Linked DNA regions of Ovis canadensis: region 1 is linked to region 2. The links are chromatin contacts, called in public Hi-C maps. All regions are on one chromosome and are shown on one strand. The core of a region is the stretch at or near the end of the contact, and the rest is flanking DNA. Distances in the headings are between cores, read along the strand shown.

Region 1 (3,555 bases), core at 1,048-3,547, 720 kb after region 2:
GGGGCGGGCTGGGGTGGGGGTGAAAGTTGGGGTGGGGGTGAGGGGTGGGGGAGTATGTGTTTGGGGGTGAGGCGGCTAGGCAAGTGTAGAGGGTGCAGGCTGCGGTTTGTGGGCGGCGCGGTGGCTCAGAGAGGAGAGCCGGTGTTGGGGGGACAGGCGAGGGTGCAGCGGTTTGGGAGCTAGTGGGGAGGCGGCTGGGGTCAGGCGCCTGGACCTCACCTACCGGGGGGGGGGGGGGGGGCCACCGCCTGCAGGTGGAGGCGGGTGGGCTCTGCTCAAGTCCAATCCTGCAGTTTACAACCGGTCTCCTTGGATCTGGGGGAACAAACACAGCCTCGAAGGTTCCGCAGGCGGTCAGAGGTCAAGCCCTGCCCGAGGCTGGAGCCTCCTGGTGCTCGAGCTGCAGCCGCGCCCCGCAAGAGGCCGCATGGCGCCCGGGGTACCCGGGAGACCGAGACCCGAATGGGATCACCCTGGTCCCTCCGCGATCTGCCCAGCCAACCGGGCTGGGAAGTGGGCCAGGGCGATGGGTAGGCGGTGGGGTAGCGGGGTGGGGGGTAGAGGAGTAGGGTATGGGGTAGAGGGGTCGGTAGGGAGTGAGGGGGAGGTGGGTAGGGGGTGGAGGAGTTTGGGGGGTGGGTCGGAGAGGCTGAGGCCTGGAGCTCCGGCCTACCGCGTTCCCCACCCTCCCCGCAGGAAGAGGCACCTGTTGTGTTGACCACCACGGCGGGGCCTCGCACAACCGCCGCCCCCCTCCCCGTGCGCCCACTTCCTGAGCGCCCACCGGTGGCCCCATCTGCACCCCTTCCCTCAAACCAAACGCCAGACACCCTTCTCCAAGGCCCGGTGGGGGAGGGTGGACGAGGCCCGTGGAGAAGGGTGTCTGTAGGGCTGGGTCCCAGAGCCTCCTGCCGAGCGCCTCGCCGCTGGGCCCCGCGAGGCGGCCCTCGAGTCCCCTGTTACCTGCGCTACCTGGGCAGCCGCGTGCGCCGCCCGCGCCCCCGGCCTGTGACTGTCTCGTCCCTTCCCGAGTGACAGCGAGGCTCCACGTCCTGCCAGAGGCGGTCTGTCCGGTGACGATCGTTTCCCCCGAGTGCTTTACAACACAAATCCGAAAGAGGCGTCAACTTATTAAAACAAAATAAAAAACCCTTTGGGGGAGGCGGCGGCGTCCTGGAAAAGCACTGGAGGCGCGGGCTAAGCCGCGTCCGAGAGCAGAGAGTCCTGACCCCCAGGCCCGCGGGCCACTGCGCACCCCGGGGCAGAGAGCTCACCTCAGGGCCCTCCTGGCGGCTCGCGACGGAAGCGCCCGGGATCCGGGCCCCGCAGGGCACGCCGGGCGGCGCGGGGCCGGCGGCCAGCCGCGAGGTCCCGCGCGGAGGCTCAGCCCGCGCGGCAAGAACGGACCGGGGGAGACGGGCGTGAGAGCCGCTCACGCCGCCCGCCGGAGGACCCGGGCCGCGGCGCCTCACCCCCGCCGCATCACCCGTAGCTCCGACCCGGGCACGAGGGTGCGGCGCGCAGTGCGCGGCCGGTGAGGGGGGCCCGGGCCGCTCATCCCCCCCCCACCCCAAGTGGCAGCGGGCGGCCTCTGCGCGGGTCCTGGCGGGCCGAGCTGGGGGCGGGGCAGGGGGAGGGGGCAGAGCGGCGGGCGGGGGCGAGGGGGGCGGCCGGGAAGGTGGGGGGCGCGGGGGCGGGCGCCGGGAGTCCGCGCGAGTGGGCAGGGGGAGCGCGCACTGCCCGGTGCGGCCGGGCTGCGGGCCGGGGGCTGGGGCTGCGCGAGAGGCGGCTGAGCCACAAAAGCCTGCGCGCCCGGCCTCGCGCTCCCGCCGCCGCTGCGCCCGCCCCTCCCCCGGCGTCCCCGCCCCTCCCCGGCAGCGGCCGGGCGGCGGGAGCGGGCGGAGCGGGCGGAGCAGGGGAGGGGGCGGGCGCCCGGATATGCAGATGAGCCCGTGACGGACAGCTCCGCGTTCCAATGTCCCTCGGAAACTCGAGCGCTCCTTCCTCAACTCCTCACTCCCGACTCCAGACTCCCCCAAACCCCGACCGCCGGCCTGGCGCGCGGCTGCGCCCACCGGCTCCGAGCTGCCGCCGCCGCCGCCGCCGCCGCCGCCGCGCCAATCCCCTGGCCCGCGGGGCCGCCCGGGCTAGTGCGCGGGCCGGCCTGCCTCGGCTGGCGGTCCCCGCGCCCGCCGCCGCCGCCGCCGCCTCGCGCCCCGGCCGGGCGTGGATGGAGGGCGCCGCGCGCCCTGCCCGCTGCTCGGCGTGACGCGGGCCCCCGCGCCCCGCGCCCACCATGTCCTACCCGCAGGGCTACCTGTACCAGGCGCCCGGCTCGCTGGCGCTCTATTCGTGTCCGGCGTACGGCGCGTCGGCGCTGGCGGCGCCGCGCAGCGAGGAGCTGGCGCGGTCGGCGTCGGGCTCGGCGTTCAGCCCCTACCCCGGCTCCGCGGCCTTCACCGCGCAAGCGGCCACCGGCTTCGGCAGCCCGCTGCAGTACTCCGCCGACGCCGCCGCCGCCGCCGCCGGCTTCCCGTCCTACATGGTAACCGAGCGCGGGCTGGCGGGCGGGGCCGCGAGATGCCGGGCGCAGAGACCCTGGCCTGTGATCGGCGAGCCGAGGGTCGCGGGGAACGTAGTGTTGGGGGGCGGCTCCGAAGTCGCGGAGTTGGGGCCGTGGCGCGGCCGGCGCGGACGAGAGGCGGGGCGGTCGGCCGGCGACGGCCGGAGCGCGGGGCTCCGCGCGCCCTTCCCCTCGGCTGCGGAGGTCATCTCCCCGCGAGCCCGAGAAGTGCGACCCCACTGGGGTGGGGACGGGCTCTGGCCTGGGTGGCCCTCTTTCAGGCGCCGAAGCTGGGCGAGGAGTCTTGAGCGGGCCGGGGCTCGCTTCTTCCGGCGCGGGCAGCAAGGGTCGGCGCCCCTGGGCCTCCGGGGCGATCGCCAGGCGCTGGGCACTTTCTCGCGGGGCTTGTGATCACGGGGCTGGGGACATCAGCGGAGCCTCGGCCGCGGCTCCGGGGCCCGGCCGGGCCGCTCAGATCTTCGCCTCCATCTGCCCCACAGGCCCGTGCTTTAGAAAAACATGTCGGCCAGCGTTCGGCCGGCTAAGTGCCGCCTCGGTCCCCGGGCGCCGAGAGCAGCCCCTGCGTCCCGAGCCCCCGGGCCGGCCCGCGCTCCTCCGGCTCCGCGGCCCGGCCAGGCCCGGGGGCTGGCAAAGCGTGTTTTAGACGCTGGAGGCCCGGACGCGGTGGGGGGGGGGGGGGGGGGGAGCTGGTGGCCACCTCCCGCCCTCGGCGGAATTCCAGAGCAGAGACGGGGTAGCCGGGGCCTCGGCGCTGGCTGTAGAAGTCTCGAATTTAAACGTTAAGGGCTGAATTAAAATGCTAATTGCCGCGTATTTGAAGAATTCGAAACGGTGACTGGCTTCGAGTTGCAAATTGGATTTGCCCAGCTTTAGAGTGGTGAATAGCGGAGCGGGGGCTCTGGGGTGTTTTTTTTAACCATTAAAGGGAGGGGAAGGGGACTAGGAGGAGGCGGCGACTCTTCACACCAGGA
Region 2 (3,560 bases), core at 128-2,627:
ACGAATCCCTTAGACCAACGGCCCTGCGGAGCGTTCACTCTGCAGCACACTCCCCACCCCACCCCCGTGTCTGACACCCACTGGGACAGGAGGCTGAGAGGACAGCATTTACTTTAAGCCCAGGGACACGGTTCTTTTTAACCCTCCATTACATAACGCAAGGGGAAAAGTGCTTTTCTTTTCGGTGTAAATGAAACAAGAACTTTGACAACTTACGGAAGTCAAAGCAAACACCGTTTCAGACGCCAACAATTATTTCGCCTTTTTTGTTTTTAAATTTCAAATTTGCACTCAGGCCTTGGAGACCCCCTCGGCCCGTCCGATCTCCATTGTCAGGCTTATCCTGACCGCCTCTATTTCTTTAAAAGGTTCCCTCGGGTGCACGGGATACAACCGCTCGAGTTCTGACCGAGAGGGAGAAAATCGAGTCACCGGGCCCGGCCCCAAAGCTGAAAGGGTCGCTCAGCGGGGCCTGCGGCCCGGGAAGGGGCGGCCGGGTAAACGGGGCCCGCCTGCCCCGCCGCCGCCACCGAATCGGGGGCGTCGGGAACGAGTTTGTCCCGACCTTCAGCGCGGTCCGCTGGCCCCGGGCCTGCTCCGTGGGCCTCCCGACTCCCACCGGGACCCCCCCCCCCCCCCGCGCGGCCCAGGCCTCCCATCTCCCCGCTTCCCCAGGCCCACCGGCCGGGACGTTACCGGGCCTGCCTCTCTGCGCTCCCCGCCGCCGCCGCCCAGCCGGACAGGGCCGCTCGCTCTCCCCGCCCGGGCCCCCGCCCCCTCGGCCCGGGCGCCCGGATCGCGCCGCCGGAGGGCAGCGCGTGAGAGTGGACCGGGAGCACTCACCATCTGCGAGAAGAGGCTGAGATCGGCGGCGTAGGGCAGGAAGGCGCTGTAGTTGGGCGCGCCCGCGTAGGGGCCGGCCGCCGCGTACATGCCCAGCACCGAGGTGACCGCGGCCGCCCCCGCTCCCGCGCCCAACTCCGCCGCCCCCGGCCGGCCCGACGAGGCGGCGGCCGCGGCGGCGGCGGCCGCAGCCAGCACCCCCGGGCGCTCGCCGCCGTAGGCGCCGGGCCCCGCGGCGCTCAGGTACTGCGGGTAGCCCAGCTGCGGAAAGGACATGTCCGCGGAGTCGGCGGCGGCAGCGGCGGGCAAGTATCAGAGGCGGGGGAGGGCAGGCGCAGGCTGCGGAAGGCCGGGGTCGGGGTTGGGGCAGCGGGCCGCCGGCCGGGCGCGCTCGGGCCGGCCCGGAGGCTGGGGCCGGTGGCCGCTCCTCGGCCCGATGCTCGCTGGGGCCCGGCTCCCGGCTGCGCCCGGCTCCGCGATCGCGCGCCGACTGCGGCGGCCGCCCTCCGCTCGGCGGCGCGGCTTTCAGACACAATTTGAAGTTGATGCTTTGATTGGCATCCCCTTGAGCGCTGGCCCCGCCCCCGGCTCCCCGCCCGCCCCCTCCCCGCCGCCCGCCCCCTCCCCGCCGCCCGCCCTCGCCCGCCGCTCCCGCCCCTCCCGCCGAGCACGTGGTGCCCCGCGCCGGCCGGGCCACCTCCGCCCGCCCACCTCCGCCCGCCGAGCGCCCGGGCGGCCGGGGCGGGCCCGCAGGCCGCGTCCCGGCCGGCGCGCCCGGCCGTCTGACAACCTGTCGACGCGGGTTTACAGCTGGCGGACACCGGGGTCTGCAGTTTCGCAGCCCTGGCGCGTCTTGCTTGCTCACAAAATACCACCTCGGCGCCTGCTTTCCCACCGTTGGGCCGGCAGGGAAGGGGCGGGCGGAGGCGCGGTGCCAGCCGGCAGGGAGCTCCCTCTCCTCCGAGCTCTGGGCTCCTCCTCGGGCGTCACACCCCCCGACCTCTTTTGGCACAAGTGCCCCTAAACCGGCGGGGCGTGGCACCTCGAGGCGGGTAGGGTGTTCCCCTGCGCAGCACCCCCCCCCCCTCCAGGGATTAACGGGGCATCCCTCCGGCAGGGGCTGGCTCTCTGCATTCTGAGATGCGGGCAGCCGCCGAGCACCGCGAGCTTTTCCAGAGGTGTGAACTTTGAGAAAGGCCACCGGCTGGGAAGCTTGGAGGAAGCTAAAGGCCTGTTCTTTGGGCGCTGGGAGCGAGGGGAGCAAGGGGAGCGGGGGGAGCGGGGGGGGGGAGCGGGGGGAGCGGGGGGGGGGGAGCGGGGGGAGCGGGGGGGGAGCGGGGGGGGAGCGGGGGGGGAGCGGGGGGGGAGCGGGGGGGGAGCAGGGGAGGGGGGAGGGAACCTTTTCTTTGAGGAGAAAGCATCGCCGCGGCGGGAGAGACACAGGCCGCCCCCGCCCTGGCGACAGGAGGGGCCCGCATGGCCTGGACACCCCTCGTTTGTGCACTAGGCGAGCAGATGCTGGAAGTCAGCTTGTGCGCAGCGCGCCGGCCGGAGGCGGCGCCGCGACGAGCCAGGAGACTGGGCATCAGGCTCCTGCCGCCCTCGCCCCTTCTCTCCTCCGCCTGACCGCCAGCCCGAAGAGCCGAGAGCGACACGGCAGGGCATCGCGTGCGCTTGGGAGGGCGGACCCGGGGTGCCTGGGGTCTGGTGGGGCTGGGGCCCAGACGCCCAGAATGCTTGGTCCTCCTGGCCTCCCTGCCTTCGCCTTGGACCGCGCTGGGGCAGGCCGCTCCTGCGCGGCCCTCGGGGTTTGGCCCTGGAAGCTGGGGAGGGGGGGGGGCGCGCCCCCCGGTACCTGCCTGGGCTCCCTCTCCAAAGCTGCGGCCAGAGCCCGGCGAGTACTCTCTGCAGCTGCATTCCGTCGCGGGAAGCCATGACGGGGTGGCATCCAGGCGCCTGGTGTCCAGCTCGCTTTAGGCCCGTTAGAGACCTCAGAACTGAGGTCAGATCCTCAGCATGCTCTGCGTCTGTACCCTGGACGCCCAGGCACCCATCTCCAGCCTCTACCTTCCTCTTCCAGTTGCTAGGGACCTTCCAGGCCCAGGGACTTCGGAAGCATCCGGAGAGATTCGGGTTCCCCAGCTGGAGGCCTGAGGACAGAGCCAGCCCCTGTAACTAGCCACAATAACGCCTGTGATGGTGATTACTAATTACCAGCTGTGTAACCAGGCTTCATTTTCTGTGTTCAGAGTCAGACTTCCTTCCGGGTCATGCTCCCCACCCCCTTATTTCCAGCCCCGACCTCACCCCACTAACCAGCCCCTCTTACCCACAGCAACAGCTAGCACTCCTTTCCTGCGGTGACAGCTTCTGGGGGTGGGAGGGCAGCGGGCAGGTGGGCGCTCCTGCTTTGGGAAGCCCGTGACCAAAGCTTCCTCCTAGCCCCCCAGCCCCCCAGCCCCCCAGCCCGCACTCCCCAACCCCCTCTCACTTGCCAACACCCAAAACAAACCAATGGGCCTCAGCCACTGTCTTGCTTAGCAAACTCCAGTGTCACATTTCAGGGTGACAGGGAAACGGGTAAGATAAGGCCTCTTGTGAGACCTGAAGAGCCAGATGGAATGTATGCCCAGAGAAACTCCCAGTGTCAAGATTGAGCCACAGGATGAATCACCTTCTTCCCAGCCCTACCTGCAGTGGTGTGAGCCCATCACACC

Evidence for each region. A called contact is a pair of places that touch in the nucleus more often than the background predicts.
Region 1: a Hi-C map of fibroblasts shows a contact between it and region 2, with 13 times the contacts expected there. The contact joins the promoter of LOC138421732 here to the promoter of IRX1 in region 2. A contact is called at or near these places in 2 of 2 Hi-C or Micro-C datasets (fibroblasts and lung).

What each region holds. Positions count from the first base shown.
Region 1 is chr16:83,347,149-83,350,703 of ARS-UI_OviCan_v2, forward strand. It overlaps LOC138421732 (collagen, type I, alpha 1a-like), which reads right to left and starts at 2,298. Exons shown (of 5, transcript XM_069556093.1): 1 at 2,194-2,298; 2 at 1,275-2,147; 3 at 973-1,096. The coding sequence starts at 2,298. It overlaps IRX2 (iroquois homeobox 2), which reads left to right and starts at 1,993. Exons shown (of 5, transcript XM_069556463.1): 1 at 1,993-2,545. The coding sequence starts at 2,297.
Region 2 is chr16:82,629,861-82,633,420 of ARS-UI_OviCan_v2, forward strand. IRX1 (iroquois homeobox 1) reads right to left here and starts at 1,378. Exons shown (of 4, transcript XM_069556377.1): 1 at 844-1,378. The coding sequence starts at 1,119. It overlaps LOC138421909 (a long non-coding RNA gene), which reads left to right and starts at 1,636. Exons shown (of 5, transcript XR_011249679.1): 1 at 1,636-2,021; 2 at 2,351-2,511; 3 at 2,924-3,042; 4 at 3,408-3,560.